7 separate regions of the Mus musculus genome follow, and all the other regions are linked to region 3. The links are chromatin contacts, called in public Hi-C, HiCAR-type, HiChIP or PLAC-seq and promoter capture Hi-C maps. All regions are on one chromosome and are shown on one strand. Each heading gives the region's core, a stretch centred on a gene start, on an enhancer-like site or on the middle of the called end of the contact. The rest is flanking DNA. Distances are from core to core; before and after follow the strand shown. Region 1 holds the start of Nkx2-4 (NK2 homeobox 4). Region 2 holds the start of BC039771 (cDNA sequence BC039771). Region 3 holds the start of Ralgapa2 (Ral GTPase activating protein, alpha subunit 2 (catalytic)). Region 4 holds the start of Rin2 (Ras and Rab interactor 2). Region 5 overlaps Rin2 (Ras and Rab interactor 2). Region 6 overlaps Cfap61 (cilia and flagella associated protein 61). Region 7 holds the start of Nkx2-2os (NK2 homeobox 2, opposite strand).

Region 1 (3,016 bases), core at 171-2,670, 570 kb before region 3:
CTTTTCTTTCTTCTACTCCAGTTTTGAGGAAAACTTTTAAAATGTGTCTTTGTTTCCCTGCTCATCCCCATGTTTTCCAATTTTACTGGTACCTGCACACTTCTTTGTCTTTTGTCTTGCACTTACTGTAAGTTCATAAAGTATAAGTTCTTTGTTATGCAGGAACATTTGTATACCAAGAAACGAATTTTTTTTTTTAAAAAATCAGCTTATGGGTTTGAATTTTTTCAAGAGAGCTGTCGTTTTAACCTGCTTTCTGCATCCACATCAACGTTGATACTTTTTAAACAGGTTATTTTCCCAACACCACCAAAAAGATCCATTACAAACAAGTAGACATACTTGAATTCTCTCTCTCTCTCTTTCTCTCTCTCTCTCTCTCTCCCTCCCTCCCTCCATCTTTCCCTCCCTCCCCCTCCCTTCCCTCTTTTTCTCTTTCCCTCATTCTCTCATATCAGGATAGTGACAGAAGAATAAACCCTAAGTCAGATTCTGGGGATGAGGACAAAGAAAATATAGCGGTAATGAAGGTGCAAATTAAATATGAAACTTTTTTAGCAAATACACTTCATCTTGTTCAGTTTCTACCCTGAGAGTAGGAGCACCATACTTACAAGTCAGCATCTCTCTCTCTGCGTGCTGTACCTCTTCTTTGGATTTGTATACTTTGAGCTAATTTGGAAGTGTCCGTTAGGTTGCCTACAAAATGACGCTTTAAAGGATCTAACGATGCATAAATTAGAGAGCCCTACAATGGCAGAGGACGGTCATTGTACCTCTCCTCTTTATGTGCTCTTATGGTGGGACCCAAGAGCCCCCTTTATTTTTAACACTTTAGATGATGGAGCCAGTGAGGGGCTGATAGCTAGAAAGGAAGAGAGCCCTGAAAAGCATCCCCCTCCCAAACTTAACAGCTGTTTGTCCTCCCCCCCCCACACACACACCCACCCCTCGACGTTCTACTGAACTTTGCCACAAAGTCACTTTAGGAAAACTCACAGTCTGCATGAAACAAGCGTGGCTCTTTCAGTGGCCTCTGAGTTTTTATTTCTCTAGGGCTAAAGGTAACCCGGATAGAAGCGCGAAGGATGGAGCTAGAAAGGGGGGCAATCTTTTCCAGAAACACCCAACTGGCCCTTTACCTTTTTTTGCCTCCGTTATCTGGAAGGGGGGTGAGAGAAAAAGATGTCAATGACCATTGTTTGCTCGTTGGGGATGTTGCTCCGCCCCCCGAGTCTGTCGTAAACCTGGCACTGGACTAAAATAAACCCGAGATCCCGCAGCTCGGGGGCTCGCCGCGCCGCGGACAGCTCTCCACTGGCGCTGCCGCCGGGCCGAAGTGGCGGCGGCGGCGACGAGCGGCCGCCGCGTCCCGCCCGCGCCCGCCCCGGGCCCCCCTACCTGGCCGTCCGCCGAGCCATGTCGTTGAGCCCCAAGCACACGACGCCCTTCTCCGTTTCCGACATCCTGAGCCCCATCGAGGAGACCTACAAGAAGTTCGGCGGCGTCATGGACGGTGCGCCGCCCGGCCTGGGGGCGCCCCTGGGGGCCGCTGCCTACCGCGCGCCACCGAGCGGCCCCTCCTCGCAGGCGGCGGCCGTGGCGGCGGGCATGCAGCCGCCCCACGCCATGGCCGGACACAACGCGGCGGCGGCAGCAGCGGCGGCAGCGGCGGCGGCCGCGGCGGCCGCCACCTACCACATGCCTCCCGGCGTCTCGCAGTTCCCGCACAGCGCCATGGGCAGCTACTGCAACGGCGGCCTGGGCAACATGGGTGAGCTGCCCGCCTACACGGACGGCATGCGGGGCGGCGCGGCGGCCGCGGCCACCGGCTGGTACGGCGCCAACACGGACCCGCGCTACTCGTCAAGTGAGCGGGGCCAGACGCGCGGGACTGAGGGCGGGCTGGCGGCGCGGGCTTTTCCCGCCACAGCCGGGGCGCGAGGGTGCTGGCGTCCTGGTCAGCGGCGCCCGAGGGTCGACGCGCGGGGGGTCCTGGCACGCGGCCTCGGGCTCGCGAGGGGTTCTGGGGCCAGGCTGGGGACGCGCGGGGCGGCCCGGGACTCGCGGGGTTTCTCGGGAACCTCCTGGGGCGCACGGGGGTCACCGGGCCCCCGGGTGCGCGGAGGGAGTGGGGCTCGGGCCGCGGCGCTCGTGGGACGCCGCGACCCAGTCGGGGGCCCCGTGCCGTCACTTAAAACGAGCGGGGCGTCGGCGGGAACGGTTCTCGCAGGCCCGGGGCTCACCGGCCGTCCTTCTTGGGCCCCCTCCCCAGTCTCCAGGTTCATGGGGCCGTCGGCGGGCGTGAACGTGGCCGGCATGGGTTCGCTGACCGGCATCGCGGACGCCGCCAAGTCGCTGGCACCGCTGCACGCGGCCGCGCCGCGAAGGAAGCGCCGAGTGCTCTTCTCGCAAGCGCAGGTCTACGAGCTGGAGCGGCGCTTCAAGCAGCAGAAGTACCTGTCGGCGCCCGAGCGCGAGCACCTGGCCAGCATGATCCACCTGACGCCCACGCAGGTCAAGATCTGGTTCCAGAACCATCGCTACAAGATGAAGAGGCAGGCCAAGGACAAGGCGGCGCAGCAGCTGCAACAGGAGGGCGGCCTGGGCCCCCCGCCGCCTCCGCCGCCGCCGTCGCCGCGCCGCGTGGCGGTACCGGTGCTGGTGAAGGACGGCAAGCCGTGCCAGAACGGCGCGGGCACCCCGACGCCTGGCCAGGGAGGCCAGCAGCCGCAAGCCCCGACGCCCGCGCCAGAGCTCGAGGAGCTGTCGCCCAGCCCGCCCGCTCTGCATGGTCCCGGGGGCGGCTTAGCGGCCCTGGACGCGGCCACCGGGGACTACGGCGGAGGCGTGCTCGGCGCCAACCTGCTCTATGGCAGAACGTGGTGATGAGCCCCGAGGGTCTGCCTGCGACTCGCAGGATCCGCCAAGAAACTGCAAGAACGGATGGGGGAAATGTACAGATGCTGACCCTTTAGTGCATGGAGATAAGAACGAATGAGTCACGGAGAGGGTC
Region 2 (3,212 bases), core at 621-3,120, 810 kb after region 3:
CACTCTGACCTACTGACCTACTGGCCTCATTAAGTCTGGAGGGACTGGTGTCAGTGTGGGCAACCATTTCGTTTTTGAATGAGCCGACTGTGGCTCCATGGAAGATCTAGACTGAGGCACCCAAGAGATGGCTGTGGAATCACAATCTATTGATAACACTGTATCCAGAAAATGGAACATTAACAATGAGGAAGCTAAAGGTCAAAAGAGTCCAGGCCACTCTCTGACATTCTGCTCAGAAATTCTGGGTGCCGCTCTTAATAAGACTGTGATAAACCTGAACCATCCAAAAGTGTACAGAAACAAAAGATGTGGCCATATTTAGAAAAACAGGTTTGATAGCTACTGAAATGGTTTGTTTCAAAAAAGAAAAAAAAAGGTTCCTTTCTCATTGAAATGGAATTATTCTTGGTCTGTAACATGAAGAGGTTTGTCTGGGACCAAGAGATTGAAATTGGAGGAGGGGCAATTTGAGACTGGAGGTGAGGAATCCTGTGCCAGCACTTAAGATGGAAGAGATTTCTTTCTCATCAAAGATAAAAGTGGAGACTGGACCTCAGCACCAGAGGATGCTACAGGCAGAATGAAGTGAATGAGAAGGACATGACGACTTAGGTCAAATGTCCCTGTCACTCTGGTGACCCCGCAGGAGAAAACAGATTGGAGCAATAGACAAAAGGTGACAAAGACATTTTCAGAGAGCAGGCCACTGAAACCCCAGGGAAGATGTCTGAAGGTACAGGTGTTGGTATGAGGAAATCAGCTAGTTGTAATTATCTAGCTTTATAGCAGGTGTTAATCACTGGTAAGGTAAAACCAACGTTGAGTGGCAAGCAGGGATCCCACCAGGACCGGGAATAGGGGTCATTTACATAATATTTCGATCAAGAAGCTGCCTTAATTATGCCTGCGTCCTTAGAACAAGAGTGAAATGGAATGTAAAAGTTACACACTAACTTATTTAGCAGAAGTAAGTTGAAGCCAAGAGGGCATTCAGACGGCGCTGAGAGAGCAAGTGAGATTATTAAAGCAATTAATGCCACAGAACCCCCTGCACTGTCCTGAGACAAGGCAAAAGGAGTCCGGAGGGCAAAGCTCTACCCATCGGAGGCTCCATCCTGTGAGGATGCCTAACTTGAAGGGGTTCCCTGGGCCTCAGAGGCAACTTGCTCAGGGAAGTGTTTCCTTGGGATTAGCACGCTGGTTGCATCTAAAGTTGGCAGCAAAACTTGCCAGCACTGCCCACATGGGTAGTTACACAGTCTGCTTTCCTAAGGGACCTTTGAGACAATTTCCTGGCAGTTATTCTTGTCTCTAATCTCAACGCTGTCCCGACTCTAGGCTCCAGACAGGTGTGCATGCCTCTGAGAAGCCCCAAGGCACAGTGGCCAGGGTTCACATCTGCTGGGTCATCATATCCATCTGCACCAAGCCACATTCTAAAGAACATACGATTAAGGACCCGCCTAGAACCAAGTTCCATTTCCCTAGCTGCTGGAAGATCTACATCTCAAAGAGGCGGGGCTTCACTAAGTTTAATGTAGATGAATTTGAAGACGAGGCGGCTGAGAAGTGGTTTGTTCCAGCAAGCTATGGAGTCAAAGATGTCCTCAACTGCAGCCTCTTGGAGAAGTGGTGGGCCCTGCATAACCAAGGGCTTCTACTATGCTCACCTATACCCTACCGAATTTTGTTCAGTAGTAAATCTCACATCCAGTCTGGAAGAAACCAATCAGTCATACCTCTGTGCAATGTACTACAGATTCCTGCATCCTTTCACCTTTGTCTCAGGCATGGACGTAGTGAATGGTTCTAACAATCTGTCCCACATCTTTTGCCAAAAGCCATGGAGAGTTAAACCTTCCCAGCTACAAAACAGAAAGACAAAAGGAAAAGGAAGTCATTTAAAAATATCTCAATTCTTCTTCAGGGGAAAGGTTAGTTTATAAGCCAAGTCAAAGAAGGACATAATTCTTCTCCAAAATCGACATGTTCTGTACTGTCAGCTTCTTCGAGAACTGTCCAAAACAAAAAACGAACATAAAAGGTTGTTAAGTAAAGCTGCTGTTTTTCTCTGGAACTCGTTTTTATTCCTTAAGGATTTATTCATCCTAATTATCCATTGTTGTGTAATAAGACCACAAGACTCGGTGGCTTAAAACAATACTCATTTCCTTATTGCCATGGTTTCTCAGGGTCTGGAATTCCAGAAGAATTTAGCAGAGCAGTTCTGGCTGAGAGTGTCGGATGAGGCCATGGCCAGATGGTAGCTGGAGTTAGAATGTGGGGTTGGGGGGTGAGAGGAGGCATGGCCTGGCAGCTGGCAAGCAGTAGGTCGCTTCTCCATGTAGCTCGGACTTTGTCATCGGCCTCTCTGGCTAAGGTTGGCTTCCTCATAGCATGGTGGCCTCGGAACAACCTAACTGCTTAGAGGATGCAGCTCACAGATGTAAGAAGAATGAACCAGGAAGCAGAAGGGACATCACTGGATCTTTTCCTTTTCAATTTATCCTCAGAAGAAATGTGGCAAAATTCCTCTTCCATCCTAGCAGGTACAAGTAGACACAAAGCCCCATAGGCTTGAGGGGCAATAGCTAAGACTTTTCATCTTGATGGGCCAGTGGCCAGGAGAACACCTAGGCTGGATGGTGGCTGCTGTTCAACTCTATTGGAAAACTACTCTCGGCCCCACAGCCCAAGGTTAACAACAACTGCAAAGTCCCACATACAAGAGGACTATAAATCCACTCTCATTTTTCCTTTCTAAGTCCATTATTATCATCACCATTTTATGTGTCTGAGTGTTTTGCCTGCATGTATGTCTGTGCAGCACTTGCATGTTGGACACTTGGGGAGGACCTTACACGCCCTGGAACTGGAATTACAGATGGTTGTGAACTGCTCCCTGGGTGCTGGGAATCAAACCTGGATCCTCTGAAAGAGAATTTAACCACAGAGTTCTCTCTGTAGCCTCCCTTGGGGGGGGGGGGGGGAAAGATTGATATTGTGTGTGTGTGTTTACACCTAAGAGATGATAACAACATTTATGATGGGAAATGCTTTGACTTTCAAACTCTATTTTCTTCAGGCTGTAGCTCTGCTTAGTACACTTCTGCTTCCTGGGTTTGCACCACATTTCTTTTCTGACCATTAGTTAGATCCGGTGCAAGCAAGGGCAGCGCCTGGGTGGCTGACTGGGTTTCCTGATTCAA
Region 3 (3,343 bases), core at 741-3,240:
ACCCCAACAAAACAAAACTGGGAGGTGTCCTGGGTAAATAAGCATCAAAACACTAATACGTGATTCTTTTAAAAAGGGAGGTGGGTGTTGCAGTCTTATGTCTTCACTCTGTAAGTATGATAGATGAGATGAACTTACATGCATAGATGCCTGGTTTTTGTCTATCCAGTTTCTAACACTGCCATATATTTAGCATACAGAAATGCATATATTTGTCTAGTTTTTCCTCCTCAGTTGGATTGGAAGCTCTGGCAGTGAGAGAACTGCTTCTTGTAATATCTGTTATTTCCTGGGCTTAGGATCTTGTTTTTACACCATAGGTCTTTACTAGATGTTTGCTAATAATGAGAGCTCACATTGCAAGAGAAAAATTGATTTCAGTGGGATAAATTCATTTTACTTTTTCAATCAGTGTAAGAAAAGATGTCCTTGTTCAAAGGAATGGAACAGTGAACATGTGTTTTAAAATCTGAAACAGGGCACAGGATAAACTGATGGTGACAAATACTCTTGCCGTAATGTTAGAGACAGCATCACTTCTCTCCCTTACAACAGAATTGGGGAGATTATGGCCTTCATCTATGATGTCATCTGGGGATGCAGGAGGCGCAACAGCTCTCCCATCATCCTAGGCATGGAGATTACATCTCTAGGTCTGTGAGATTTCTGCTGTTAGGTGATCTGTCTGTAGTCTGTTTTGTTTTGTTTTGTTTTGTTTTTTTGGCTAAATACTGTTCCTTTGGGTATATCTTAGTCGTAGCCATGCTATTTTGATAACTCTAAAAATAGAATTTACCAGAACGGAGAAGTTTTTGCATGCTGAGTTGAAATGTGTAGGGCTGCTTTATCATCTTTTTTTTTTTTTAACTTAATGAGTTTATTGAGTGCCTGTAGAGATCAAATACCAAGCTTAATACAAGGGTGTGTACATTTCTAGCACTTTCCTCCACTAGAGAAAAAGACTCTTGGATTATGCCTATTTGGATGAAAAACATGTGATTCTAAGGTGCCTCTTTAGGTACTTGCTAATAAAGCCAAAATATCAAACCTTGGGGATCCAGATGATAATAAACAATTATATAGTCAGTTTTCTGGTAAGAAATCATTTGAGCATCTTCTGTCTTAAAGTCTTGCTTCAGTGAATAGGCATCTGGCCTTAAAAAGCATGTTGGCCCGAGAGTCAGGTCCTTCAGGTTCTATTTCTGGTTCTGTTATTGGATTGCTATGAGGCCTTGCATAACCCAGGAGCTCTATCCGCAAAGCAAGAGGCAAGACTGACCTCTGCACTTGAGATTGGGTTCCAGATGCCTTGGGGACTGAGTGGACCTCACTGGACAACAGGCCCACTCTTCTCTGCTACCAAAGCCATTTATTTACTTTAGTGTGAAATTAGAGATCAGATTTTGACATGGCCACACGTGCTTTGTCTTGCTCCTTAGTGTGAATCCAGAAGTAAAAAAAAAAAAAAAAAATCTAGAAATAGTTTTCAAAATTTAAAAGTCCTACAGCTTTTCTTACTTTGTGTGTGTCTGTGAGAGAGTGGGGGGTTGGGAGGGGTAGGTACGCAGGCCAGGCAGTAGAGGGGAGGGAGTGTGAGTTTCAAGGGTGGCATCTAGCACTCTGGAAAGCAGGTCGCTGCGCTTCGTCTTGTGGGGACTACAGTTCCCGGGAGCACTTGCGGCCCATATAGGGGCGGGAGCTCGCGGTCCTGGTCATATGGAAAACACCGCAATCTGATTGGAGGTCACTGCGCAGACTCGAAGCTGGGCGCGCGTCCCCGCGAGGTTCCTAGCCTCAGGCTCCTAGTGCGTGAACAGTCCGGGATGTGCGCGTGCGTCGCGCCGGAGGGCGGACCAGAGGCACCCGTGGGGCGGGGCCGAGGGTTTCGCATCGACACCGCCTTCCTGCCCCGCCCCTGACCGTTCGGCCCGCCCCTCCTTCCTGGAGCCTCCGCTGAGGCTGAGGCGGCGAGGCGGCCGGGAGGGGGGCGGCTTGTGGCCGGAGCGACACGCGCCCGTCGCGACCCTATGCAGTGACTCGTGCGGCGCAGGCGCCTCCTGCCCCGCCGGCGGGGCCCAGGCTTACCGCGGCGGGATGTTCTCCCGAAGGAGCCACGGAGATGTGAAAAAGTCCACGCAGAAGGTGCTGGACCCCAAGAAGGACGTGCTGACCCGCCTGAAGCACCTGCGGGCGCTGCTGGGTGAGGCGTGGGGCGTGGGCTGTGGGTCAGAGCCACCTGCCGGGAGGGCCGGGTCCCACCCGCGGCGTGGGCCTGATGGGGTCTCAGGTCCGAGTGATGTAGAGAGCTGGGAATGGTGCGCAGCCGACCTTTGCTAGCCTAGATCGGGACCCTTGAGGCATTGTTCCTGAAGGCTGTACGTTGGCCCTGGGCGCTGCTCTGTCGTCCCAAGTGTAAACTTAGCCAGGATTCTCTTTTGGGTGCCTAGCCTCGGGTAACCTCTGTGCCTGAGAGCAGGCACAGAGGTGACTATAAGCTGTCCTCTCCAGGAAATAAACCAAGCACAAGTGGGGCGGGCTTGAACACACACACACACACACACACACACACACACACACACACACACACACGCACACGCAGCCCTACCTCTCTGCCACCTCCTCTCTGCCACCTCCCTCTCCCTCTCCCATTCTAAAAATTTAAATTCTTGACAACTTGGGTTAGACCAATAGCTCATGTGGTCCCATCACAGACTTCGTTGAACTACCATCTCTCACTCACTCTCCTTTTAAAATGTTACTATGTTTGAGTGTAAGACTTTAGGTAGGATTGATTTCAGCTGACCCCAGGACAGATTAGATGTCATTTCTTCTCTCCTGCCCTTCTCTCTTTTAAATTTACATTTTTTGGGGGTTGGGGGAGGGAGGATGGAAGGGTCCGGCTGATAGCTGTTTCCTTGGGTCTTTGGTGTGAAGGGGGCTCTGATCAGAGGAAGCTAGGCTTTCTTTGGGTCCAGGGAGGCAGCTTCTCCCTTATCATCAGAGTGACAACCATTACTCCCTTTTGCCTTCCCTATTCATGGCCTGCAGGGTGGAGGTTCTGCAGAGCCCAAGTGGGCCTGGAATTGACTTGTGATGGCTTGAAAGCTCTCCCCTGTGGGTGTGAAGTGTCCACAGGTTATCTGATGCTGGTGATGTGTAGCTTGGCTAGGCTATGCATTAGTTCTATCTTCTGTCTGTCTGGACAGACTTATCTGTATTTGGGGGCCAAGGAAAAGACAGGTTTCTTCTACATATGTATACTGTTGAAACAATAATAAAAAATTAAAAACCCAGTGTTTTTAAAATTTTAGACCATCTGCCACTTGAGAAAATAGGGCACAAA
Region 4 (2,966 bases), core at 24-2,523, 730 kb after region 3:
AAATAGAAAACACAGATACACATACATACACAGATACACATACATACTTATGAACACTTAAGGGCTTTGGATTTACTAACCACAAGCACTCCCCCCACCCCCCTTCTCAGTAATAAAGCAATAAGGTTTCCTTGGTGCGCCTCCTCTGGGGACAAGGACCATTGTTTGGGACACCTGACTGCAATACACTTCATGTGCACATTTAACTTCCTTTAGTCTATTCCCCCCCCCCCCAATCCCCAGGGCAGGGGGTGAGGTGTGAGTCAGGATTTTCCAAAATAAATTTGCATTTATTTGAGGATATGAATAAACAGGTCAAAAAGCCACAAAAGGAAAACTAATTTGCAAGTTCACATTAGAAATGGCCATCAAATCTTAAACATACGCACTCCATATAAAATAACCTTAAAAAAAAATCTCTCATTAAACCAGAAAGTTACTTTAGCCCCAGCAATGCCCACGTGAAACAGACAAGCTGTATGACTTTAATCTTGTCTTCCCCTTGCCCCACCATAAGAAACCTTTGAGTGTTTGAGAAACTAACATTTGATCAGCCTAAAGTGAGGTCCTGGAATCATTGTTTTGCTTTGCTTTGCTTTTTCTTCTGCTCTTTAATGATTCAGTCAGACGAATACACTGGTCTCACACCATTAATTTTTTGGAAATCAAAGTCCAGCTTTCATCCTGAAATTCCCTAGCTTAAAAAGCCTGAACAGCACACCACTTCAGAGCCCCTCTAGGGTCTCACCGTGTGGCATCTCTGACCCAGACCCCAGCCAGTGAGGAACTATTAAACCACAAAAGCCCCAGCCCGCTGAGCACCACCGTGCTCACAGGCAAGCTCCCCTGGCCCCAGCTGGTCTAGCCAGCAGGCTTTTAAGCTCCAGCCTGCAGCTTCGGGTGCCTGCAGCTCCTCAGGCTGCCGCGCAGAGGGAGCAGAGCTGAGATCCCAAATCCAGTTAGTTTCCTTTTACCTTAAAGAAACTTCCTCGCTTGTCCAGACCTTGGGCGCCCATGGTCCACGCTGACATTTCCCCCAGCGAGGCTCTACAACATGCCGGGGACTCCTGAAGGTAGAGACATTTTCAATGGTTAGTGGAGCCTGTAGGAAATTCCTTTCTAAGCCACAGAGCACTCACAACAACAGTCCTGCCAAGATCTTTTTCCGTCAACAACATTGTGCCATTTATTTCCCACCAAAGCCCTTACATCTCCTTTCAGCCCGGTTTCCTGCCGCGGCCAGCACTCTTCCTAGACTGTGCCCCACCTCGCTGCCCCACCCCCTCTGCCAGCAGCTGACGTAGAAGGTCTTCAGGACTTCAGGGAGCATAAAGATGGCTTTGTGTGTTTGCTTGACCCCAAGCTGAAGTCCAAAAGGAACCAATATTAGTTGTCCCCATAATCTGCTGTGAAAGCTTATAGATTTCATATGGCAGATCGCAGAAGAATGGATCCCTCTATGTCCCAGGAAATCCTGCTGTTAGGGAGTGAGGTCAGCATTCCCTCAGTTAGCTCTCCTCCCGGGCAGGCAAGGTCAGCAGAAGGGCACTAGGGAGAAATCCCTCTGTTTTTTCCCCCCTTAGAAGCCAGTGGGACTGGGATGCAGCCCAGAGAGTCAGTGTTTACAGAGCTCATTTGTGTAAGGGGACGCATGTAAACAGCTCCAGGATCATCCAAGGGCTTGGGCTCACTTTGGAACACAGAGGAAAAATTTAAAGGCAGGATAACAACATGGTCCTGAATCATCGCCGAGACTATCATGCTTGGAATTTCCCTTCCTAGGACAGAAACCAGTAATATCTGCACACACCCTGCAAAGACTTCCATCTTCATTTCAGTCTTAGCTGGGTACACACACCTGGTGCAAGAGACCTGGCTGAGACAGGTGTGTCTTGGGGTGGCAAGGGAAGTCCCCAAAGCCTTACTTACCCAGTGAAACTGTACAGCCAGTGAAACTGTACAGGTTTAAACAGAAATCTCACAAAGGGCTGGCTCTCTCTCTCTCTCTCTCTCTCTCTCTCTCTCTCTCTCACACACACACACACACACACATACACACACACAAACATGCCTTTCAACCCACTTGCTATAACATGTACAAGCCAGGGCATATTGCAGACACAAGCAACACAGAAAGTAGGAAGTGCAAACATCACTTGAATCACTAAGGAATATTAAAAGTGGTTGGGCTGCAGGCATGAAGTGGTGAGGTACCAAAGCCTGGATGACAGAGCCAGCATCAGACACTTGGATGCTGAGGTCAGCGCTAGTGACAGTCTAACAAGGGGAAAGGCAAAGTCTACCAGTGAGCAATGCACAAGTGTAAAAGCAAGAGACTTTGTAGAGATTCCTTTGATGCCCCCCAAACTGTCTCTCAACCCACACCCACAGTGAGCTGTTAGGTTGGACTCAGGTGTGGAATCTCATCTAGGCAAAACAGCATCTCACGCACCTAGCCTTCCTTTCAAAACCTCCTCTAGTTGACTTGTTGCTCCATGTCTTGGTCACTTTCTCTCTGGCATCCTGTTCCATTTGTGATCCTGCTGGGATGAAGGACAGTGATCCAAAACCCTCCTGGAGAGATGGCAAGCTTCACGGCAATCCTGCTGACTCCAGAGGTTCACGCTCCCGGCTCAGCATCGGAGTGGAAGTCCAGCTCCAGGGCCTTTGAAGCCCATCCTTATTAGCAACGTCCATAGACTGGCACCACTCCAGAGGGAAAACACAGCGCTGTGTTCAGAACTGGAGAGGGATGGGAACCCTGGGCAGCAGATGATTAACCGTTTAGACCCAGAAACTCAGACACTTTCACGAAGCACACACTTTAAACAAACCTAAAGCTTGTCTTTTTTTTTTTTTTTTACCTCTGGACATTTTCCTGGCAGGAGATTCCACATAGCCTGGCAGTTCAGGAAATGCTAAGAGAGAGCCAAGACGCCATTCCTCATGCAGAACAGTTTCTTTCT
Region 5 (3,174 bases), core at 335-2,834, 620 kb after region 3:
TATGGCCAGTTTTAGGGTACATGGTGAAACTTGTCTTAAACATCAAATGACATCAACAAAATGTAAAATGAAGAGTACTGATACCCTTCGGATCTCTGAGTGAGTTCCTGGTGGGTGTGTGTGTGTGTGGGGGGTACAGGTGGGAGTGAGGAGTGGTGGGTAGCCGTGCGTGTGCAGTGCATGCTGGGTATCGAACACAGGACCAAGAGTATGTTACACAAGCCCTGTATTATCAAGCTACACTCCTAACTCCAAATATGCTTCCCTCTTTTTGTTTTGTTTTGTTTTGTTCTTTTAAACTCCCTATGGTTCCTTCCCCAACAGAGTCAATATTCATGTGGAAGTCTGGGCCAGCTGCTACCCACTCATTGATGCTAAAACACAGACCCTTTTCAGTATGGAACATGTTTCCTGAAACAAATGCCAGTTCTTCCCTCCCTCTCCTTTCCCGCCATCTGCTTGTGATTCGGCACTGTAATGTGACTTGTGGAGAAGGTCATCTTCCCCACACGACTAAGGATCACCAAATGGCAAACAACATTTGGGTCTCAAATTTACCCATACTCGAATGGTCTGAAAACAGAGAGTCGCCATTTTGTTCTCAGACACTTCTGGGCAATTACACCACGTGTCCCACATAGACAGATCCCCACCTGTGTGAGTCTTCCCAGACACCTGAGGGTAGAGCCAGGCTCCTAAACACCACAGGCCCCTTTTATTTCATGTTTCTTCCAGAAGAGGAAGGTCAGAGCTGCTAGGGCAGTGAGGCTGCCTTTGTGAATGGAAGCAGTCAGGCCCAGCTTCCTTCCTTTAGTTTGCATTTGCTTGTAGATTTAAAGTAACTTCCACATGATACAAACAACCTTAACAATTTCCATTTCTTTCTTTTTTTTCTGTGTCCCTAAGGGGGTCATAGTTGGCAGTCTGTCCAACATCAAAAACAAAATTCCTTCCTCTGGCTGCCATTCAAGATATTTTTAGGTCTGGAAGTGCACCCTCCTCTCCCTCCGTCCAGCATGTATATTTTTACTCTGCTCTTACCCTATCCAAACTCCACCAGGGCCTGTTTCCTGACAAACTGAGAAGTGAGAAATGCCTGCGTGGGGGGAAAACTGAAGACACATGTGTTGAAACTCTGCCAGGGAAGCATTGCCCAATGACAAACCAGGGCAAGTCTTGTGATGTTTTCTTCTGCTCATTCTAGCTTTTCTGACTCTGCTCTCACGGGGCCTGCTCGAACTGCCTAATTTGGATGTCGTGACCCGCTTTTAATCTAAGAGGAGTACCTCAGCCTAAGGACAGCCTCATCGTCTAAATTTGCAGAGTTGGGAGGGCAACTGGACAGATGTCGCGAGCAGTGTCTCTTCGCTCCAAACATTGAAAGCAAGCTCAGTCAGCCTTCCTTCTGGTCTCTGAAGTAGCTATCTTATGGATATCCCAGAAACCCTCTGAACTTCCCTTCTCCCTATCCACAGGGATGCAATGGGCACTTAGCAGTCGCATGGCTGCAATCCCCAGAACACCCAGCAGAGGATCAGGCCTGCGATGCTAGCAGATTTTGCAATCCTAACTCTCAGCCAGGATACAGCAGAGGTTGCCTAAGGACAGGGAGGAGTTGTCTGCAGGACCCTGCCTGGCTCTGAGTTCAGATCAGTTGTGATTTGCTCTGGAGCCATCTAAGCCAAGTACTGGGCTGGATAATCGTGCAAATACTTGTGGGCCATGGACCAACTGTTCTCTTCGCTTTTTGATTTCTGTTCCATTGGTCCATAAGCTTTGGAGCAGTGTCCTATTTGCTCTTCAAAACTACCAGATCAACGTGGAGTTCATGGTTGTGTACTGTGTGCATGCGTACACATGTGTGTTTGCGCCCCTGGATGTTTGAAACAGGGTCTCACTATGTAGCACAGCTTGCCTGCAACTCACAGAGATCCATGTGCCTCTGCCTCCTGGGTGCTATGGTAAAAGGCAGAGGCCACCAAGCCCCAGCCACTGTCATGTACACTTGCACAGCATCTTTGGGTACATGATTATATTCTGACTCAAACAAATAGCTGCCACCACCACCACCAACAACAAAAAAGACAACTGAAGAATATTGCAAAAATTATTTTACATAGGATTATTGTACAGTATTACAATGTATTATGTGCAAAATTCCATTGAAAATCATTTACAAAAGGAAGCACAACCCAGCATGTGCCAAGGGAGGGTTCTGGGACAACAAAAGCCTTGTACAGGGTACGAGGTCCTCCAGATCAGATGCCTGAACATCCTTACACAGGATAGTAACATGGCTTTCTGCTTTTGTTTTGCAATGATCTGTATTACACTGATGTATGACCCTTCTGGAATACGTGTGTCCATAAACTCATCTTATACAACATAAGTCTAACTTCACCATACATCCATGTTTTCTGCTTGTTTTGCTCATTATTTGTCACACTGAGGATGGAACCCAGCATGCTAGTGTGTGAATGTTAGCTCTACCATGCCCCAACCAAATACAGAAGGTTTGTTTTTTGTTTTGTTTTGTTTTTGGTTTGGTTTTGGTTTTAGTGCATTCTCTCCCCATCAACATCTCATTGAACTCAACTAAACTCGTATTATACATGACTTGGTTTCTGCCTCCAAATAAATGGATGTCCTTAGTGTCGGCTTACAAAATGGGTCAGAGGGATCGTTATCCTTGATTTACTTTTCCCCAAAGCAGATAGCATATGGAACAGATCTTTGTCAAAGCTCACCGCAGCACATATTTTACAGTACTGACTCCTTTTCCAACGTCTTGCGAAGAGCCTGAACCTGCAGACTACATTCCTCAGTCCCCCCCTTAGAGTCTGTGTTTCTCTCTCTACCTCTCTCTACATTCATTTCTCTTCTAATTCTCAGCCTCGATTGCTTAAAAACATAAACAGACACCAGCACTAAAAGTGAACAATGTAACAATACACCGCTAAAAGTGAACAATGTAACAACAATGTAACAACAGTACACCCGATTTTTCAAAGGCAGCCTGTGGCCAGCGTCAGGGATTTCTTTAAGACAACCAGAAGTCTCTCCCCACAAATTTGCCGAAAATATCCAGTTATAGAAGAGAGATTATCTATGAGGCGTCTAAAATGCAGTACTCTCAAATCCAGCAAGAGATTTATCTTCAAATATTAAATGTTA
Region 6 (3,008 bases), core at 75-2,574, 560 kb after region 3:
CTTCGGATCATTGGAAAATGTGATCTTTTTAAGTGAGGTGGATTTTAAAATTCCAGACGTTCTGAGTGATTAGAAGGGCTTCAAAGCATGCAGCAGGCCATGTAAGTTCCCATCATCCAGACCGCTGGGGTCCATGTGCCAATCTTGACAAAGGCAATCTACAGCTCCTGGAGGACTGTCCACCAAACCATGTCTGGCAGGGGGACTGGTGACAAATTTCCCGGGGCACAAGAAAAGCCCCGGCTAAATGCTGTAATTGTTCTACATTTCCTTTTAAAATGGGCCTGGATCCTCTTAACTTAGAGGTCAAAACATCAAATCCCCAGGAGCTGCTTAGAAGTCAAACTGGAAAAAAGCGTGAGACCATCAAATGTCTCGTAAAACTAACTTCTGGGGCTGGAGGGGTGGCTCAGTGGTTAGGAGTGCTGGCTGCTCTCCCAGAGGACCCGGGTTCAATTCCCAGCAACTACACCATTGCTCACCACCATCTGGAACTCCAGCTCCAGTGGACCCAATGCCTTCTTCTGGTACCAGGTATGCACATGGTGCAGGGACATACATTCAGAACTTTGTCTATTAAAAAGTAACTGCCTCAGGAAATGAAAGGTAGGTCTTTGTTGTTGTTTGGGTTTTTTGGTTTGGTTTCGTTTGGTTGGGTTTGTGTAACAACCCTGGCTTTCATGGAACTTAATTTGTGGGCCAAGCTGGCCTTGAGAAAGGTCGTTTTTAAAAACAAAACAAAACAAAAAAGCTTGTTTTAAATGTTTTCTTTTTGCCTTTTAAAGGTTAAAGTCTTAAATTTGTATTAATACAAATGATACACACTTGTGAGATGTGTGTGATGATTTTGGTACAAGTGTGCAACTGTAACAATCAAATCTGAACACATCTTTATCTCCTAAAACATTTACAGAGCTCCTGATTTCCTCTCTCCTGATAAAGAAAATTTTCATCTATTTGAGTCCACATGATTAACTGTAGTCATCTTTAAATAGGCAGGATGCCAGGCAGGAAACCTCAAGCTACTTCACAACACTACCAGACAGCATATAACCCTTCTCTTGACTTAGTCTTCCTTAAACCCACAAGGACCCGGAAAAGAAACCCCTCTACCACCACCGCTCCAAGGCCAAGCCAGTCTTTCTAAGCCGGGAACATCTCACGTCCACCACCGAAGATTAATTGAGCACACTGTAGTTTTTAAAGGTGTGTCCAGTAGCAGCTTTGCTTTGTTTCCAACATAATGAAAGACAGGGAAGAGTAACTTCCTTAATTAGTGTCTGAGTAGAAGGGCAGATTACAGCATCGTTTTCCACGCGGCTAAATCAAAGAGACAGGAGAAGGGATTACGGTGTTCATTCATTTGGTTCTGAATATGTTGCTAGTTAAATAGCGGAGGGCTAATTACATCCCCAAACCCTTCCCTGGTTTACTGTCTTAAGAACTGTGTTCATCACCATTAATTATCAGTGCAAGTGGCTACTGATGAAACAGATGTCAAATGTGGAGAAAATAAGAGTAATGTGGTGGCTTAAGAGGCGTGCGGCCACGCCTACTCCACCACGCTGTGCAATAATGCCTTTGTGTTTCTAGTGCTCTTAAGGGGGTAGGGTCCACACAAAGTTTCAAGATTTTAGACCCACAAGTTCTAAAACTCCAATCTGTTCATTTTGGATAGGGGGTTTTAAAAACGTTACATTTCTTTTTTTTTTTCTTTAATTTATTTATTTAATACATGTGAGTACACTGTAGCTGTCTTCAGACACTCCAGAAGAGGGAGTCAGATCTCATTACAGATGGTTGTGAGCCACCATGTGGCTGCTGGGATTTGAACTCAGGACCTTTGGAAGAGCAGTCAGTGCTCTTAACCGCCGAGCCATCTCTCCAGCCCTACATTTCTATACCTTCTTCAGGCAAAAGCATTGTCTGTGTCACTGTCTCCACCTGAACTCACTACTGTGCCCTCCTCTTATTGCATATGCCCCCTCCTCGTCTCTTTACACTGGGACAACATCCCCCTTGGGATTTGGTCCTTCGGATTTTCTGTGGTGTGAGCAAACAGAACAGTTAAGCCATCAAAGGCTGATGATCACGACAAGTTATCTAAAGGTTTATTTCTAGCTTTGTGGGCCCCCACTGGAAGGCCATAGCCCATGCTACAAAGTCTTAAGAGAGGAAAATGGGAAAAAAGAAAGAAAGAAAAGGAGAGGATGAGAAGCCAAGGGAGAAATTGAGATGGGATAGGAACTATCGATTGCTGTAATTGAGGGTTAGTACTATCAACTTGACAATATCTCTAGCATCATTGAAAGGTAACTCTCTGGTCACAGCTGTGAGAGACTATCCAGGTTAGGTTAGTCTCTGGACACAGCTGGAGAAGGTTATCTTGATTATATTTATGGAGGTAGGAAGCCCTGCCCACAGTGGGTGGCACCATTCCCTAACTGGGATCCTGGATTGTATAAACCTAGAAAGAGAGCCAGGCAGTAACAGGAGTTCCTGCTGTCTTCTGTTACAGTGTAACCACTGCTTCAAGCCCCTGCTGCCTTACTTTGCCACGCCTGGCTGTAGTCTTCAACTGTGAACTAGAAGGATCTTTTCCCCTTAATTTGCTTTGTCAGGGTATTTTATCACAGCTGCCTAGGAGCCAGGTGCTAGACTGAGGACAGCTTTTGTCTTTTCTCCTGTTTACCTATATCCTCAACAGGAGGGAGGGTACCAGGGAGTATGTCCACAAAGAAATTACCTTACTAAAAGGAATAAAAAATGGATCATTTTGATAGGCTGCTCGTGTGCATGGCACTTTGAGCACTGTATTTATAAACAACTTTTCTAATGGAAAAAAAAATGTCTTGGAGAACATGAGTAAGTCTTACTATTCCTCTGGAAAATGATAATTCATAATATCCAAATGAGTATACTAACTATATGTAAAAAACAAAACAAACAAACAAACAAAAACAAAAACCAAACAACAAGAACTTTGGAGGGCCAGTAAGAAGGCACAG
Region 7 (3,288 bases), core at 343-2,842, 670 kb before region 3:
AGAAGCCATTTAATGTCCAAGTCCCATCCCGGATCCCTAGATTTTGAAACATTTGCTTAGTATGCCCTTTTCCCTCCTCGGTAGACATCCCTTCCCAGTCTCTGATGCCATATATTTTCTACGGGAGAAATTAAAGCAAAAGACAAGAGAGACGCTTTCTAAAAGCTGGCTAGAGATGTCAACCGGACTTATGGCTCTGGCCGGAGTACCCTGGACTCAGATGGCCCAGAGGACTTGGCTTTGCTCTCTGGAGCAGGGATCCCTGGTCAGGGTCCGGCTAGCAGTAGAGGGTGGAGGAGGCTTGGGGTATAATAGCTCATCCCTGCCCCTGCATGATTGTAAAAAAAAAAGAAAGAAAGAGAGAGAGAGAGAGAGAGAGAGAGAGAGAGAGAGAGAGAGAGAGAGAGAGAGAGAAAGAAAAAAGAAAGAAAGAAAGAAAGAAAGAAGAAAGAAAGAAAGAAAGAAAGAAAGAAAGAAAGAAAGAAAGAAAGAAAGAAAGAAGGAAAGAAAGAAAGAAAGAAAGAAAGAAAGGAAGGAAGAAAGAAAGGAAGGAAGGAAGGAAGAAAGAAAGAAAGAAAGAAAGAAAGAAAGAAAGAAAGAAAGAAAGAAAGAAAGAAAGAAAGAAAGAAAGAAAGAAAGAAAGAGAAAAACTATGTGGTGCGTGCAGCGGCGGGTGTGGGTGTCCATCCAGAAAGTCCGAAAGCAAAAGCGAAAGCCCCCCAAACCTGGTTTACCCCGCCAAGCCCATCAATGCTGGGATTGTGAGGTTTTCCTTTTAAAAATCTGCCCACGTCTCTCCAAAGAGGAAACTGTTTAAGGGGTCCAGAGCCCTTAACCCTCAATGACCGTCCACACTCTGCGCTTCGCACTAAATTCTCCTGAATAGTGGGAACCCCTAGAAACTTATGCCTCAGAGCCCCCGCTGCGCAGACTCTCCTCTGAACCCTAGCAGACCCCGACGGCTTACTCGGGCGGGGATTGCTGCAAAGGCAGCGGGTCTGGGCTGGTCCAGTGGGCCAAGGGCCCACGGAAGAGCCCTGGGACTCCGGGTGACCCAGGTGGCACTTGGCCTCCAGCCGCCTGATGCGCTTCTCTTCCCCCCCCCCCCCCCACCCAGTGCACGGGCTGGCGGCCAGCGCTCCCCCCCAAGACTCGAGCTCCAAATCCCCAGAGCCCTCGGCTGACGAGTCACCGGACAATGACAAGGAGACCCAGGGCGGCGGGGGGGACGCAGGCAAGAAGCGGAAGCGCCGAGTGCTCTTCTCCAAAGCGCAGACCTACGAGCTGGAGCGGCGCTTCCGGCAGCAGCGGTACCTGTCGGCGCCCGAGCGCGAGCACCTGGCCAGCCTCATCCGTCTCACGCCGACACAGGTCAAGATCTGGTTCCAGAACCATCGCTACAAGATGAAACGTGCCCGGGCGGAGAAAGGTATGGAGGTGACGCCTCTGCCCTCGCCGCGCCGTGTGGCAGTGCCGGTCTTGGTCAGGGACGGCAAACCGTGCCACGCGCTCAAAGCCCAGGACCTGGCAGCCGCCACCTTCCAGGCAGGCATCCCCTTTTCCGCCTACAGCGCGCAGTCGCTGCAGCACATGCAGTACAACGCCCAGTACAGCTCGGCCAGCACCCCCCAGTACCCGACAGCACACCCCCTGGTCCAGGCCCAGCAGTGGACTTGGTGAGCGCCGCCCCTCCAAGACTGGAGGCCTTAGGCCCTGGCCCCACCCCAGCGGCGCCGGTGGCGAGGAGGACTCGATCCTTACCACGGTTGTTATTATTATTATTATAATTATTATTATAGAGTCGAGTCTGACTTTCGACTCAGTTGAGGAGGCACAGGGAGGTTGCCTGTGCCTCCCCGAGTGGCAGATTCCATTGACTCTGCCCCATCGCTCTCCCCTTTGAACTTTTGGAGAGGATAGAACTCTAAGCCGTGTTTACAGAATGTTTGTGCAGCTTTGCTTCTTTGCCTCTCTCTCCCTGAGGGGACCAAACCATCCCAACGTTAACGTTGTCACTTGAAAAGAGAAAGGACCAACCGGCCCCCACCCCACCCCACCCCCGCACTGCTTTCGTGAATTTTGTAAACTATGTTTGTGTGAGTAGCGATATTGTCAGCCTTCTAAAAGCAAGTGGAGAACACTTTAAAATATAGAGGATTTCTTTTTTTATAAGAAAATGCTAAATATTTATGGCCATGTACACGTTCTGACAACTGGTGGCAAATTTCGCTCTTCGTTGTAAATATCGCTAGTGATCGTTGCCAAATGACGTTCTGGATGGGCCTGTATCCCCACCGGGCCTGCCTCTCTTTGTCGTTTGTTTTCGGTGGGTTATGTTTGAGTTGCAGCGGGTTTTTATTTTTATTTTTATTTTTATTTTTAATTTGTTCAGTGCAAACATTTTTCAACTATGAAAAAGGAAAATATGTGTAGGGAACTCACCCCCGGGCCCCCTTTTTCGTCTCCTGAGCATCGGAGCTTGGAACTCAGCAGTTTCACGTGGTTTCCCCAAGAGCGCCGGGCGCTGAAAGCTTTCGATTTTTTTAAATAAGAATTTTAATAAAAATCCTGTGTTTAAAAAAACAAACAAACACAAAACCAAGCCCAGTTCTTGAGTTTGTTACTTTCCCTCCCGGGCCGAGTTGGAAGGGGCGTCAACCTCAAATCTGGAGCCTAGGGCTGTATTCTGGGCTAGTTCTGGCGTTTCCTCTCGCAGCGCAGTGGCCGCGGGGTTATCCAGACAGTGGAGGAGTGCACGGGATAGGCCTCAGGCGGGCTGACCCAAACGATTCCGCGCAGGACCAGAGCAGCTTGGCCTTCAGCCTGCTAGCCAGTGGTCCAAAGTCCTTGTTGGCCTGGCGCTCTCCGGCTTCTGTGCACTCTCTGAATCCCCAACAGGGGGAGGGAAAGTGACTTTGGGTAGCGCCAAACAAGGAAAGCAAGCCCCCCTCACTCGCCCAAATCTCTGAGTGGCTCCTTCAGCCTGAAAAGCTGTTGAAACCACTACACTTGATGGCTATCACTTTGTTAAGTTTAATTTACCTCTGGCTAAGGGGACGGGGGGGGGGGGTCTGAGATTGAGTCTGATGGCTTTCTCTTTGCACCACTTTCTCAATATCTGCGTACCAAGTTGAGGCCTAGTTGACCTCTTCGAGTCCTGAGCGCTGGGATGAAGGGCGGGAGAGCTAACATTAAGGTTTCTGAGGCTTTGCCTGTCTCTAGAAACTGGCTGAGCCCTGGGTGACCAAACCAGATCTGGCGCCTTCCTCCAAACTGGTCATTCCTCTT

Evidence for each region. Promoter capture Hi-C pulls out the DNA fragments that hold promoters and counts their contacts. Hi-C and Micro-C count contacts between places; a contact is called where the count stands out from the background. HiCAR-type assays count read pairs that join an accessible place to other places. HiChIP or PLAC-seq counts read pairs in DNA pulled down with a chosen protein or histone mark. Capture Hi-C pulls out chosen DNA fragments and counts their contacts.
Region 1: a contact with region 3 is called in a HiCAR-type map of astrocytes, with 2.7 times the contacts expected there. The contact joins the promoter of Nkx2-4 here to the promoter of Ralgapa2 in region 3. A contact is called at or near these places in 1 of 39 promoter capture datasets (the 3T3-L1 cell line), 1 of 484 Hi-C or Micro-C datasets (embryonic stem cells) and 1 of 115 datasets of contacts at active chromatin or transcription factors (astrocytes).
Region 2: a contact with region 3 is called in a promoter capture Hi-C map of adipose tissue. The contact joins the promoter of BC039771 here to the promoter of Ralgapa2 in region 3. A contact is called at or near these places in 2 of 39 promoter capture datasets (the 3T3-L1 cell line and hippocampal neurons) and 1 of 9 other capture datasets (adipose tissue).
Region 4: a contact with region 3 is called in a HiCAR-type map of astrocytes, with 2.6 times the contacts expected there. The contact joins the promoter of Rin2 here to the promoter of Ralgapa2 in region 3. A contact is called at or near these places in 1 of 39 promoter capture datasets (the C10 cell line), 3 of 115 datasets of contacts at active chromatin or transcription factors (astrocytes, large pre-B cells and pancreatic cancer cells) and 1 of 9 other capture datasets (pancreatic islet).
Region 5: an H3K27ac HiChIP or PLAC-seq map of bone marrow-derived dendritic cells shows a contact between it and region 3, with 6 times the contacts expected there. The contact joins the enhancer-like site here to the promoter of Ralgapa2 in region 3. A contact is called at or near these places in 1 of 39 promoter capture datasets (the C10 cell line), 1 of 115 datasets of contacts at active chromatin or transcription factors (bone marrow-derived dendritic cells) and 1 of 9 other capture datasets (liver).
Region 6: a promoter capture Hi-C map of the HPC-7 cell line shows a contact between it and region 3, with 6 times the contacts expected there. The contact joins the enhancer-like site here to the promoter of Ralgapa2 in region 3. A contact is called at or near these places in 10 of 39 promoter capture datasets (the 3T3-L1 cell line, the HPC-7 cell line, frontonasal cranial neural crest and 6 more), 1 of 15 datasets of contacts at CTCF or cohesin (large pre-B cells), 2 of 484 Hi-C or Micro-C datasets (Th1 cells and rod photoreceptor), 6 of 115 datasets of contacts at active chromatin or transcription factors (the 230-238 cell line, astrocytes, embryonic basal ganglia and 3 more) and 2 of 9 other capture datasets (liver and pancreatic islet).
Region 7: a Hi-C map of LSK cells shows a contact between it and region 3, with 2.8 times the contacts expected there. The contact joins the promoter of Nkx2-2os here to the promoter of Ralgapa2 in region 3. A contact is called at or near these places in 12 of 39 promoter capture datasets (the 3T3-L1 cell line, 3T3-L1-derived adipocytes, embryonic stem cells and 5 more), 1 of 15 datasets of contacts at CTCF or cohesin (large pre-B cells), 5 of 484 Hi-C or Micro-C datasets (LSK cells, Th1 cells, embryonic stem cells and 1 more), 6 of 115 datasets of contacts at active chromatin or transcription factors (astrocytes, embryonic forebrain, embryonic limb bud and 3 more) and 3 of 9 other capture datasets (embryonic stem cells, embryonic tail and macrophages).

Annotation. Positions count from the first base shown.
Region 1 is chr2:147,083,749-147,086,764 of GRCm38.p6, reverse strand. Nkx2-4 (NK2 homeobox 4) reads left to right here and starts at 1,420. Exons shown (of 2, transcript NM_023504.1): 1 at 1,420-1,870; 2 at 2,276-2,889. The coding sequence starts at 1,420. The coding sequence ends at 2,889. It overlaps Gm34889 (a long non-coding RNA gene), which reads right to left and starts at 1,226. Exons shown (of 4, transcript XR_001783500.2): 1 at 1,143-1,226.
Region 2 is chr2:145,699,853-145,703,064 of GRCm38.p6, reverse strand. It overlaps BC039771 (cDNA sequence BC039771), which reads right to left and starts at 1,870. Exons shown (of 4, transcript NR_033220.1): 1 at 1,743-1,870.
Region 3 is chr2:146,510,651-146,513,993 of GRCm38.p6, reverse strand. Ralgapa2 (Ral GTPase activating protein, alpha subunit 2 (catalytic)) reads left to right here and starts at 1,990. Exons shown (of 41, transcript NM_001033348.3): 1 at 1,990-2,200. The coding sequence starts at 2,095.
Region 4 is chr2:145,784,423-145,787,388 of GRCm38.p6, reverse strand. It overlaps Rin2 (Ras and Rab interactor 2), which reads right to left and starts at 1,273. Exons shown (of 13, transcript NM_028724.4): 1 at 1,210-1,273; 2 at 975-1,067.
Region 5 is chr2:145,886,536-145,889,709 of GRCm38.p6, reverse strand. It overlaps Rin2 (Ras and Rab interactor 2), which reads right to left. Exons shown (of 13, transcript NM_028724.4): 13 at 2,094-3,174. All of the region lies in intron 2 of Gm39954 (a long non-coding RNA gene), which reads left to right. Among named protein-coding and RNA genes, the nearest start is that of Gm39954, 6.0 kb to the left of the region's middle. Within about 2 kb of position 1,584, at least 190 of the 459 cell types and tissues checked have an H3K27ac peak or open chromatin away from gene starts, as enhancers often do. A contact at or near this core is called in bone marrow-derived dendritic cells and liver, where this site is marked.
Region 6 is chr2:145,954,542-145,957,549 of GRCm38.p6, reverse strand. The region is part of intron 6 of Cfap61 (cilia and flagella associated protein 61); the gene reads right to left. Among named protein-coding and RNA genes, the nearest start is that of Cfap61, 21 kb to the right of the region's middle. Within about 2 kb of position 1,324, at least 10 of the 459 cell types and tissues checked have an H3K27ac peak or open chromatin away from gene starts, as enhancers often do. A contact at or near this core is called in the HPC-7 cell line and rod photoreceptor, where this site is marked.
Region 7 is chr2:147,182,387-147,185,674 of GRCm38.p6, reverse strand. It overlaps Nkx2-2os (NK2 homeobox 2, opposite strand), which reads right to left and starts at 1,592. Exons shown (of 6, transcript NR_030769.3): 1 at 1,315-1,592. It overlaps Nkx2-2 (NK2 homeobox 2), which reads left to right. Exons shown (of 2, transcript NM_010919.2): 2 at 1,118-2,523. The coding sequence ends at 1,680.